Regions from separate parts of the Mus musculus genome. Here region 1 is linked to region 2. The links are chromatin contacts, called in public HiCAR-type maps. All regions are on one chromosome and are shown on one strand. The core of a region is the stretch at or near the end of the contact, and the rest is flanking DNA. Distances in the headings are between cores, read along the strand shown.

Region 1 (6,504 bases), core at 2,274-4,773, 1.9 Mb before region 2:
TTTAATCCTAGCACTTGGGGGGCAGAGGCAGGCGGATTTCTGAGTTCAAGGCTAGCTTGGTCTACAGAGTGAGTTCCAGGACAGCCAGGGCTATACAGAGAAACCCTGGGGGGAGGGGGAGGGTTGAAAAGAGGGTTGGGGAAGTAGCTCAATTAACTGGTGGAGCACTTGCCTAGTTTCTTGAAGCCCAGAATTCTATTCCGAGCATCATATAAACTGGGCATGATGGTGCACACCTGTGATTCCAACACACAGGAGATCCAGGGAGTCATGGATTATACATAAAGCTAACTGACACCTTGGACCACATGAGACTCAAAGAAGGAAAAAAGAAAGAGAGGGAGCAAGAGATTTCCACTTTTTTAAAGCTAAGCATTAGAATTTCCACTAAGAAAATATGTTTAAAAAAGTTTTCTGTTATCCCATTGAGTGAAGAAACAAAGAAAAAAAAGTAGTAACTACTTGAAACACTCTTAAGTATCAAATGATTATTTATTTATTTATTTATTTATTTATTATATGTAAGTGCACTGTAGCTGTCTTCAGACACTCTGAAAGAGAGCATCAGATTTCATTACGGGTGGTTATAAACCACCATGTGGTTGCTGGGATTTGAACTCAGGACCTTTGGAAGAGCAGTTGGAAGAGCAGGGCTGGTGAGATGGCTCAGCTGTTAAGAGCCATCTCACCAGCCCTCAAGTAACTATTATTCATTAAATTCCAGTTAGCACAAATTCTGGGTCCTGGTACAAGCTTTTCAAAGTTCTCTATCTAAAATCCTAAAGTAATTAATAAAAGTAAATTAAGTTTTGGCAAAAAATAAAATAAAATCCTAAGATAAGCCATCAGGAGGATGGAGCTATATAAAGTCATGACAGAGCTTTTGCTTAGTCTGTGTGAAGCCCTGAGTCCCAAACACCACCACCACTAAGGAAAGAAAAAAGAGAAAGCAGAAATACTGGTCTAATACTCACCTCAAGTTCATTCAGGCGCTGGACTCTAGGAGTGAAACGGAAGGTTTTTACTTCACAGGCAAATGGAGGTTGCCAATCCTAAATAGAAAGAATTATTCTGGTCATTTAGCATGGAGCTGCCACAAATCATAGCATATCTAAGTCTTCACTATAGAGACAAAAAAAAAAAAAAAAGCAAGCAATGTTCTTATAATTTACATTTTAATATTACTTGGAAAAGCAATTCTCATTCCACAATATACAGTTACACTCTCCAAGGTTATTCAGGAAGAATACAATGAGCTTGTCAAATGCAAAAACAGTGTCCAATAAACACACAAGTTTACCAAGTAAAACTTAAAAAGAAAGAAAAAAATCCACTGACTCGGGTATGGCACATGGCCATAATTCTAGTACTCTGAAGTAGAGGCAGGAGGCTTAAAAGTTCCAAATCAGCCTAGGTTACAGAGCCTGACCATCTTAACAACAAGGACAAAAGTCATCTGGGTGCCTGCTAGGGAAGAGAACCGTAGAACCAAATAAATGACATCTGCAGCCACACTTTGGTTCTACTTTAATAAGGCACAGGGATCTCTTCTAAACAACATCCAGTTGACGCTGGTGCTCATTTTTCAGCAACATTTGGACAAGGTTTTTCTCCCATGTTAGTGAGGATGGAAGCCTGGGCCTTGCAGCATTCTCCCACACCAACAACATTATTTGGAAAACACCTAATATTTTTTTTTTTTAAAAAAACAAAACCACCCTTTGACCTTGAGCATATAACTTAACCTCCGAGGGAATTAATTCCACTCATTACCGGGTATCATTTGCTTTCCTAACCTTAGAAAGTGAGGTTAATTAACCAATTTATAGGCAAACTTGATTATTTATAGTACAGTTTGGGAATCTTTGTCCCTTACTTTCTTATTTCTTACATATAGAGATTTCAACGTTTTCTTCCATCACCATTCATTGGCCAATTCTTTCTAAACCTCTACATTAAAAAAACAAAAACAAAAACAAAAAATTAATGCTCTTTATCTTTCTCAAGGATGCCTCCTTGTTGCAGTAATAATTAGCGTGGGGGTTCTAGTCTAGTGACATCACCCTGTAGACAACCTGAGTTCGGATTACTAAATTTAAGAAACCCGAGTAGTGGCCTGCAAAGGTTTGATAAACTGAACATCAGTAGGCTTGGACACAAAAACGGTCGACATTAGTGGGGTTTTTTTTAACACGCAAACAGAAAGATGGTGCGTGAGCTGATGACAGGACACTTCAAACGCCTTTCCCTAGGAAGGGCCTGAAGCCTTTTGTTATCCTTACCTCCAATCCACACTACAATATCCGTGCCCAATAAGTTCTGGGAAGGAAAAGGTCCCAGAGACACCTCTTTCTGTCTTTTGAAGGGGGACCTGAGAAGCGATGCGATGGCCCAGTCGTCAGGCCAAAGCCTGACAATCTTGAGTTCGAGCCCGGAGACCCACAACCCCCACAACGCAGGAAGAGAATCGACTCCTACAAAATGTCCTCTGACCCCTCCGCGAGCGCTCTCTCGCTCTCCTCCCCTCTCTCCCTCTCTCTGTCTGTCTGTCTCTCTGTCTGTCTGTCTCTCTCTCTCTCTCTCTCTCTCTCTCTCTCTCACACACACACACACACACACACACACACACTCACACGCGATCAAATAAAATGTCAAAGTGGACGTGAAACTGCGTTCAGAAACCAGGGCAAAAAACATCCTCAAAAGTGGCCTCGGGACACCAAGAGAGGAGGGAGGGGCCCCCGGAGAGCACGGAAGACCCCCAAAGAGGAAAGCCACGGGGAGGAGGAGGACCGTCCCGCCGCCCCAGCACGCCCCCCGTCCCCGCCCTCAGGCGACGCTACCTTGGGTGGCCGGATTTTGCAGATGCCCGTTTTCTCCGCAAAGGGCCGGATGCGCCCGATAAAACTCAGCGGGTCTGTGAACTCCTCCCAACTGGGCTCAAAGACCGGGCACTCGGGCGGTGGCACGAACTCCGCCGCGTAGCCCCCCGGGCCCACGGACGCCATGGTCACCAAAAAATAAAATAAAAAGCCAGGGGGGCCTGAGGTGCACAAGCGAGGAAAGGCTTGGCTGACGGCCACCAAAGCCCTCTCACGTCCCCGCACTGGGGCCGCAGCGCATCTTCTTAGGACGAGAACGAGTCCTCACAGGAGCGCCAGCCGCTCTCCCTCCGCTCGTTTGTTATTGTTTCCTTCAGGGCTTTTCCTCTCAGGGGCAGGACGCTCCCGGAAGTTAACGTGCTGCTAAATCAGTCCGCCACCGCAGGAAACAAAATCCCACCGCCGCCACGTCTAGTCGGGTCTTCTCTCCTCGCTCCCTTCCATGACGGCCGGCGGAGCTTTTTTGTTTTATTTTGGTTTTTTGTTTTCTCACAGCTTGCCTGTCAAAGTTCTGCGCCCTCCGTCCACCCCGGGTGCGCGGCCCCTCAAGGCGCCGCGACCTCTCTCGAGGAGAGGCGAGGGAAAAGCTACCCCGCAAGGTGGAACGCGCGCTTCCGGCGCGCGGAGGAATGTGTAATGCCTCGGAGAGCAGAGGTACTGCTTCCGGTAAGGGGCTTCCGGTTCCTCTTTGTGTCGGGGGTGGGGACACGAACGCAAGGTGGGCCCCTCCGTGGCTAGTCGGCCGGGTTTGTTCGTTCTCCGAGACCTGTTTTTAACATCGTTGTCTAGGTTTGGACAAGTGACGAACTCTTGGCCGAGTTTCCGCGTCTCCGTTTCCTTCTTTCGAATGCTAGTCTTGTACAACTCGTTTCGCTCGGTCGCCTTCGTACGGGTTTCTCGCTTCTCCGTGACCAATAGGTTTCAGCCCAATTCCGTCATTACATGGGCCGGCCTTCACCACCAGCTGCGACTTGCTTTTTCTCACGACACTGGGAACCTACCCATAGAGGGCCTGGCCTTGCTAGTCTAGCTGTTGGCAGCCATCCCGAAACCGTATTTGAGTAGTAAGCAGGGCCTGAAAACGCTTGCTTTGTAACCAACCCATTTCAGTTTGGTATGAAACTGGTCACCTTGTCAGAAACCTCTACTTGGAAGGCCGGGCATAGTTGCACACGCATAGAGTTCCGATCAGCAATGGCTGGTTTAAAAAAAAAAAAAGCCACGTTTCTGGTATACGGTCCTACAGTTCCTTTATGCGTCTAAGCCTGACTCTACAAGGTTGAAGGCAAGAACCGGCTCCAAAGTTATCCTGTGCCCTCCACATCCATATACCTTTATGGTGATGAAGGTAGATGCTTTAGGGGCAGTTCGAGCTGCATATGAATTTGAGGCCTGATTAGGCTACGGGAGACCTTGTAAGTAAGGAAAATCCCTGTGTGGTGGCTCAGGACTATAAACTCAATTCTGGGGAAGGAGATGTAGAAAGAGCACCATAAGGCCACATGGTACACTTATCGAGTTCCAGAATGGTCAAGAATACGGGGTAAGGGCCAGAACAGTGGCTCAGCTGTGAAGGGCACTTGCCACCAAGCTTGAAATCCTAAGTTTGATTCCTGGAACCCCATGGTTAAAGGAGAGAACTGAAAGCTGACCTCACCTTCACGCCAGGTCCACATACATTCATCTACAAATTCACACATTAAGTAATCAAAGGCTGGGGGGGTTGGAGTGGGGGGGTGGCTATCAGGTAAAACGCTGACTCATAAATAAAGGTTCTATTCTGCTAGTCAGGATCAGGAATGCAAGGAAATGGACTCAGGCTAGTTTGTTCAATTACTTTCTGTACTAGAAATTGAACCCAAGTCCTTGAACATATTAGGTAAATGTGTCCTGAGCTGTAACTCCAGTATAGTCTCCATTTCTTGCTTAAAGAAAAAAGGGAAAAAGTGATATACAGAGAAAAAATGGACATAGGAAGGTATGATGAATTATATACAATTACTAAAATATTTTATAACAAGACTTAGGTCATTTAGCATTTAATCTGAAAAAAAAAGAACTATGCACATCAAAAGAGAAATAGTAAAATTCAAAAGACTGTTTTAAATTTTTGTGTTTGTTTTTCAAGACAAGGTTTCTCTGTAGAGCCTTGGTTGTCCTGGACCTCTCTGTAGACCAGACTGGCCTCTGACTCCCAGAGATACCCCTGCCTCTACCTCCCAAGTGCTGGGAGGAGCAAAGGTGTGCACAACTGTACCTGGTATACTTGAAAATTTAAAACTCATCAAAAGTTCTTTCATTACATACGCAATCAAAATATATTGTTATTTGGCTGGGGATGGAGCCTGAAGGATCACAACTCCAAGATCATCCTCAGCTGTCTGTGTCAAGGCTGCCCTGGGATTTAAAAAAAAAAAAAAAAAAAAAAAAAAAAAAGGCAACAAAAGAAGCAACTTTTAAAGAAAAATGAATTCATCTCAAGTAAACTGAGGAAAATACATTCCAAGCACCACATATTCATCTGTAAGTTACCAGTGTTAGAGTAGAATGAAATTAGTATCTAAGTCTGGTAAGTATTTGGCAAGACTGTGAATTACGGCCTCTGATGTATTTCATTTTACTTTTGAGCCAGGGTCTCTCTGTTTCATCCAGGCTATTATTGTACTGGATGCTAATGATCTTCCTGTATCAGCCTCCCCAGTATCTGGAACTGCAAGTATATACAGTTTATTGTTTAAAGCCTCACATCAGAGTGACAGGAGTGGGCAAATCTCATTGAGTGAAAAATGTTAAAAAAAAAAGAAAACCCACAGAATTTCTAAGGAAATGGCTTTTAATTCCCACGGTGGGGTAGTGGGGTAGTGGGGTAGTGGGGTTGTTTGATTTTGCAGTACTAAGGATTGAAGCCAGGGCTTCACAGGTAGGTCCTCTGCCACGAAGCAGCTAAAAATATCGTGTCTACATGGCCCAGAGCACATGTGGAAATCACAGGGCAACCTGCTGGAACCCACATGGTGAGTTCTCACCTCCACCGTGTGGGTTCCAGGAGCTGACCGAAGCCATCAGACTTGTCAGCAAGTGCCTTCGTTGGCTAAACCATCTCAGCGGCCCCTTATCCATTGTTTTAAACTGAATTTTGATACAGGGTCTCACTAAGTTGCCTGGTGTGCTATCTTTGAACTGAATTCTCCTTCCTTAGTTTCTATACCTGGTTAGTCCTCAAACATTTTGTCAACAGCCCATTGTGGCTGGCTGGTGGAGGTCTTTAATATATTAACACTTGGCAGAGGCAGGCAGATGTCCGAGTTCATTGACAGCCTAGTCTACAGAGTGAGTTCCAGGACAGCAGGCTACATAGGAAAACATGGTAACAAAAAGACCCTTATAGGGGATAGAGAAATGGCTCTATCCCCTCACCAGACAGTAGCATTTGCTGCTCTTGCAGAAGACCTGAGTTCAGATCACATCAGCCACGATGAGTGGTTTGCATCTGTCTATAACCAGAGCTCCAGGAGATCTAATGCTCTCTTTAAACTTATGAGGGCACATACATGTGCAGCATATACACACATGTATACATTTTTAAAGGTTTATTTATTATTGTATGTAAGTATACTCTAGC
Region 2 (7,018 bases), core at 2,158-4,657:
AGATTGAGCATATGAGATATCAAAGTCCCACCCCCACAGTGACATACTTTCTTCAACAAGGCCACACCTATTCCAACAAGGTCACACTCCCCATGGGCCAAGTATTCAAACAGATGAGTCTATGGAGGCCAGACCTATTCAAATCAGCATACCTTATAGCAATAAATCTTCACAAGTCCAACAACATCTCTAAAACATCAAATATGCCAGTGATTTTTGAGAATGAGAAACAAAAGGAGGATTTAGGTCATGGGGTTTGAAGCTGGTCATACTGACCAGGTTACTTTCCTCTCAGGGACAAGTCATATGCATTTTTCTGTTTCTTCCACTCAGTTCATACATTTTTTAACCTATGTGTCAAGTTTATTTCTTCTAGTATTTTACAGTTTCATCTCCAGACGATGCTTTGCAAGTCTTTCAACCACCAAAAGCTCCGATTCCCTTAAAATTTCTTGGGTCAGGCAATGTAGATCTTTTATAAAGCCCACCTATAAGCATGGTTCTTCCTTCATGGTACTCTAGGAAGCTCTTGCCATAGCAAACAAACAAACAAGACATTGGTAAGATTTGGTCAGCAACCATGCTAGTCTAACAGAAGCTACCAGAGGACAGACTCTAATCAATTTTCTGAGAGTAAGTTGTTGCTGCCAGAGGCCAATGTGGGTAGAAGTTTACAACTGAGAGACTAGAAAGGGAATGGGCCCTTATCTGGGAATTTCCACAATGGTTCAGAGGTATCTCTCAGAAGAAAGCAGAGGATCCTCTCTGAATAAACCACAAAAGTGAAATAATACAAATATTTGTGGCTTGTCAAAGTTAGCCTTAGCCAACAAGGCAGTTTAAACCAACACCAACTACTTAGTTAAGTCAAACAGGAATGCTTTCTTGCTTCCCAAACATCAATACTGTTCTGACCATGGTGGATGCACCTGCAGCTAACCACCAAGGGTATGTGTGAGGTTTTATTGACACATCATGGGCAAGTGTATCCAGAAAAGCCTTGGGAGAGCTATTAGTCATCGAACATCCAGAAACACTTTACTGCTGTCAAATATTTTATGATTTCCCAATATTTTATGTAACTACACAGATATTTCTAAGTTGGATATGTAAGCACCCATTTTGTACCTCTATCTGTTTAGAAATTTAAATATCCTTATGCCCCAGAGCACTGAGTGCAGTTAAAAAGCTAAGATATCAAAGTCTCTAAGTTCTTGAGAAATGGCTGGTTCTAGGGCTATGTAATGAAAATCCAGGTTGAATCTGTACCATCTTGTGATATCAGAAAGTTAGGAAATGCTTTTCAAAAGTAACAAGGATATGTTAAAAGATCTAACAGCTCCCAATATCCAATGTTTGAATGCTGAGGCTCAGAATAACATACTATTGTTAGATCATATCATGAAATAAAAAGTGTCAGAGGACAGGCCCTGACCTAAAACATTGAATAATAACATGAATGGCTCTGAAATGATTTTGGTGTACATAAAAGAAGTCAAATTCAGAAGCCACGTTAAAACCTACTTGTATTTATTTGGAATTCTGGGGAAGGTAAAACTATATAGTACAGAGAATAAATCAGCCTATAGGGAGGATGGGGAGGGAGCAAAGTAGACAGAATGACAGTCATCGAGAACAAACTAAATACACAAGTTCATACTAATGTAGGTAACGCTGGATGAACCAACAAGAGCAATGAGATGCTTCATCTCAAGTATCCTGAAGCAATGGAGGACAGGATGGAGAAGCCATTATGAACTGGGAGAGACTAAGAAGGCTTGGTGCCTTCAGGGACTTCTGGTATTTTTGGATTTGTTCCTGGAGCAAAAATAGAAAAATCACTGGAGAAGGGAGAGTTGAATAAATCCTATAGTTTACTTCTTTTCATAATAAGTGTTCCTCAGAGACATCATCTGCTCACTTGAGTTAAATATGTGTGAACACTATGTTGATCTGTTTTCCCCCTAAGATTTGAGGTTCATGCAGCCCATGTGGGCCTTGAACTGTCTATGTAGCGAGAGACCAACATCTTTCTGGGGATGGTCAGCCTGGCCCAGCAGAAGCAGCTATCCTTTTAATGCTATTCAGCACTAGGGTTGTGGCTTCTCTCTCTTTTATCCAGAGAATATTCATGATGATGATCTTTTAGTTTAGACTACTTTCCAGGATTTTATATAAATTTGTTTCACATTCACAAACTAATTAGTTAGTTAAAATATTACATAATTTTCCCCTTCCCTGTCCTCCCTTCTACCTCTACCCTATATCTAACTCCCCTTTCTCCACAGCCTTTTTTCTTTAACCACTCTTTTTACACACACACACACACACACACACACACACACACACACACACACACAAATAGAAACTTCTGCATCCCTCAGTGTTGCCTGCAGGTGTATGCCTTTGGGGACTGACTGACCACTTGGTATTGGACAACAACTCATGGGGCTCACCCCTGGGGAAGACTAATTCTCTCTCTCTCTCTCTCTCTCTCTCTCTCTCTCTCTCTCTCTCTCTCTCTCTGTGTGTGTGTGTGTGTGTGTGTGTGTGTGTGTGTAGTTGCTGATTGTCTGCAATTCTTCATCTTGGGATGCCAGGAGAGAAGCGAGGCCTATAGCACGAGGCTAGTGAGATCATGAATCTTATAGGAAACCCTACCACTGCCACTGTCCCAAAGTAGCACAATTCATAACTACATTCCCTATACGTATCATTATACCCACAGGTAAGCGTAGCTCTCATCCCTTAACAAAGACATTCTTTTTACAGCAGTTAGAGACCATTACCGAAGGACACACCTTGTCAAAATACAGTGAGCAACTGAGGGAAGAGTTCTCAGCCCAACTGATATAACACTCCTCCACCTAAGGCTCGAGCAATGCTGCAGAAGACCTGGTAGAGATTTTAAGAGCCAGAGGATAGGGAAGTCTGATGTGAGATTGTGTCTTGTAGCTAGGACAGGGAAGCCACGCCTATGAAATCTCAGCAAAGTGACCAAGTCCTGAACTATTCCAACACCAGTTGACATTCCAACATAATTTTTAACACATCTTTCCTTCTTTTTGAGTGTAGAAAATATATTAATTTGATCCCCAGTCCCCAGGGTAGTGACAGAAGGCTGGCGCTAGATAGAATAAAGATACAGAAAACTGTCGCGGTGTACCAGAAAGTCCCATCCTGGGAAATGAGTCTGACAAGGTCGTGTTTACACTGCAAACACCTTTACTTCTTACATAAAGTAACCCTGGTTTCTAGACGCCTTCAACAGCATCATTTTACAATACAGAGTGAGACAGGAGCTGACTCCGTTTTCCAGGCAACAGTCCTTCTTCCAACACTGGACGTGGAGACCCCACTACGAGCACCGTTGGGCGCACCGCCCCTTCCTCTGCGCATGCGCAAACTGCAGTCCTGCTCCTGGTCCATCCGTGGCCTCGCGTACCTCCTGGGAAACAACTCCTGGCCTTCGGCACGGTGCACTGCAGGAGCGGCGGGTGAGCCTTAGACAGCATCAAGGGCGGAGGGTTCTGGGAGCTCGGGCCATCCTGGTCGCTGTTGGCAGCAACCAGGGACCAGCGGGGTGGAGGGCTGTATGGGGAAACGCCGGGGTGCGCTGGGACTCCATGGCTCGGGCTTGCGGGATCCGGATAGTCCCGCACTTCTGCAGAGCTAATCTAGGGCCTCTAGCTCGTGCTACGCCTGCGCATTTTGCCCACTAGGCGGGGAAGATGCGGGGTGGTTGGGCGGAACCCTGAGGAGTTGACTCACGCATGGCGCGAGCGTGACGCGGTGACGCATCCGTTCTCTGGCTGCTGGGGCTAGATGCTGGGATGTGGGGGGCGAGCGGGTAAGCCAGGTCCCGAGTGAATGAATTACTGGGACAGAATAACCTACCCGAGACTCGGTTTCCTTTTGTGCACAGTGTGACTATTACGAATACTTGCTGCAATTTTCTTTTCTTTTCTTTTTTCTTTTTCTTTTTTTTTTTTATTTTTAAGCTACTACTAGGGAGCCCACCCTCGCAGGGGGCCTTTGGACTGGTCCCTAGGGCGCAGTGTTTGGAGTGGAAGAGGAAAGTGGTTAGCTAGCCACCAAACCTCCTGCCCCCTCACACACCCGGGATCCCAGTTCTGAATTTGGTTCTCGCTCATGTGTTTTGTGAAAATGACAGTGTCCTGAAACCATGGAAGACTGTGTGCTCGCCGAAAGTCTGGGACAAGTTTAAGGAGAGAGGTGAGCTGGAGTTGAGAGAGATGGGTGCATACAGGCTGCACATGGAATGCTAGTTCTTGGAAAACGATTGGGAGTGAAAGGCTCACAGGTCCGGAATTGCTATCACTGCCCCTACCTCCACATCTTATGCATCCCTCCTACCTGGTTAACTGTGGAGAGGCGGTCCCTTAGACTCTTGACTCATGTGAAGGTGGCATGTAGGGACACGCTTGCTATTATGGCCATATGTTTCCATCGGACAGTAGTGTAGGTGGGTCCTGAGAATCTCAACATCTTGCAGGTTTTTAGTGACACAACCGGGGCCTGCAGATGGCTGTATATTTTGTCTCTTTGAGGTGCAAGTTTCTTATCAAGCGATCGTTTTGAGAATTGTAAGCAAGCAACTTGGAATGTAAGCAAATACATTTTGAAATTTTTATCTTGCCTTAAAAGCCCCGTTCATTTCCTTGACTTACCTGACTTCAAGGGATTAATGGTGTTAGATTTAACAAAACCTCCTGATTCCCACCGCTGTCTCCGCACTCCCTCATTTTCCTTGATCATCAGTCCGGACAAGCCCATAGCCTTTCCTCCTTTAGATTATCATTTGCTGAATTAAAAAGATTGTCTCATGTTTTTAATTCTCCTGTAAGTTGGGTGCTAAGGGAAAACAAGCGTTTGCATTCATTCAGTGCAAAGGATCTAAACTCAACTTATGTTAGAGCCACACCTGAAGAAGTAACACCTTGCTTGTGGCTGCATGCAGGGCAGGCCAAGTCTCTGCTGACATCATTCTTCCTTCTCCCTCAGCTTTCCCTCCTCCACTCAGAGCAGAAAATGAACAAATCCCAGGTGAGTTTTTTTGGCTTATTTATTCCCATTTTGTTGATTGTTTTGTTTTTCAGTGAAAAAGTAGATCAGGCAAAAGTTTACAGCCACTGTAAAAATTTGCATCGGGCCAGTTGCCAGAATTGGGTGGAAGCTTTTGAAAGTCACAGAAATATCGGCTGACAAAAATTTCTCTGTGTTTTCTGGTAGTCGCACGGAGGTGAATGTGATCTGTTGTCTATCATCCTTTCTTGTTAAAACCAGATACTAGTTCAAGCCTAACACCGAGGCTGGAGTAGACTGCTCTGGCTCTCCCGGAACGGACTCTAAAGGAGATGACAGAATCTGCAGCCCTATGTATTCTCAACGTAGCTGTCCTAAATGTTCAGCCAGCTCATTAAAGTCTAGGTCAATTTGCATGTGGGCAGCTTATGTTTATGCATTTCTTGTTTACATTCAACCTGAAAAATAAGGCCATATCCCCTCACTGCCATTCACCCAAATCAGTTCTAGAAAAGGCCACCAAATTGCCTTCCAGGCCAGCCAGCAAATGTTCCTGTCATGGCCTTTCTTGACTGTCAGCAGTATTTGGTAGTTTTGCCAGTGGACTGTTTTAAAGATTTATTTTATTATTTTTAAATAAGTTGCTTTTCATACAATGTATTTTTATCATATTCTTTCCTCCCTCAACTCCTTCCAGATTCTCCACACCCAACTTCATGTTCCTTCTCCTCTGCCAAAAAATCAAAAGAGTCAACATCAACAAAATCCAAAAATTGAAAATAAGACAAAACGAAAAGTACACTTACACAGGTGCGCACACACACGCACAAGCCTACACACACATGTGCACACATATAGATGCGCAAGCCTGCGCGCGCACACACACACACACACACACACACACACACCTGACTGATTTTTCACCAGCCCATGTGAACTTGTCTTTTTTTTTTTGCCCCAGACATTTCTTTCACCCTTGACCCTCCATTCCTTGTTTTACCAGTGGGTCTCATGTGTCTTCTTTCTTTTTCTTAATGGTTTTGAATTACTAATATACTAACATTTAGAATAGTATATTCTAATAAAAATTTTAAAATTCTGAGCCAATGAAAAAAGCTAATGCAAAAGATACAGAAGTGTCTACTCCTTCCTGCTTCACCCTTTCTGTGTCCTGTAGGTCTGGTGACATTAATCCTCTCCAGACATTCTCACTGAGCATGAAAAGTATTCTATAAGTAACTATGTCAGTTGGCAAAATCTGGAACAATTCTAGATATGAATGCATGGTCATTCTATCATCGTTATTCAGTTTTGTAATAGCTACTTAAATAAAACTAAATAATTACTTATTAAATTAGAATATGCATGGCTATTCTCATATATCCCTTCCTTTTATATTTACAAATCTGATCTCGGAGCTTCTCAAGCTCGGTTGCACCTCTGAATCTGCAACATCCCTTTACCGTCGGTTCTGAGAGCGCAGATGTAGACGGAGCCCTGAATCTCCCTGTTTTCCTCCTTCCTTTTCTCTACCAATCCTCCTTCTCCTCCTACCTTCTTCCCCCTTCCTCTTTTTCTTCTTTCCCTTAGAGATTATATCTGAGGCCTTGAATACATTCAACAAGTGCTCTGGTACTGAGGTATACCCCTGCTCCTGAGTTTTTAAGGCAAACCCTTGTTTTGTAGCCCAGACAGGCCATTAACTCATGACCTGCCTCTGCTGTCCCAATGCTGGGGATGCCATGGACCACAAGCCCAGAGGGCTTCTGAATTTCTGCAGACAGATGCTTCACTCCTGAGCTGTGCCCTCTGAATGCTGCAGTTCTAATAAGTTCACGCCGGAATCCTGTTCTGCTGTTCTGGGGACCATCTTTGGAGGGCAAGCCCGCACACTGCATCCTCCATACTTCTTATTTCAGTTCACAGCGTGTGCCAGAATTCTCCGACAACGCACAAATTACTGTTGCTGTGC

Evidence for each region. HiCAR-type assays count read pairs that join an accessible place to other places.
Region 1: a HiCAR-type map of astrocytes shows a contact between it and region 2, with 6 times the contacts expected there. The contact joins the promoter of Kdm5a here to the promoter of Zfp248 in region 2. A contact is called at or near these places in 2 of 39 promoter capture datasets (the 3T3-L1 cell line and hippocampal neurons), 1 of 115 datasets of contacts at active chromatin or transcription factors (astrocytes) and 1 of 9 other capture datasets (adipose tissue).

Annotation. Positions count from the first base shown.
Region 1 is chr6:120,361,118-120,367,621 of GRCm38.p6, reverse strand. Kdm5a (lysine (K)-specific demethylase 5A) reads right to left here and starts at 3,523. Exons shown (of 28, transcript NM_145997.2): 1 at 2,844-3,523; 2 at 975-1,052. The coding sequence starts at 3,008. It also overlaps a transcript of Ccdc77 not described here.
Region 2 is chr6:118,451,895-118,458,912 of GRCm38.p6, reverse strand. It overlaps Zfp248 (zinc finger protein 248), which reads left to right and starts at 3,407. Exons shown (of 6, transcript NM_028335.2): 1 at 3,407-3,497; 2 at 4,002-4,236; 3 at 5,026-5,067. The coding sequence starts at 5,053.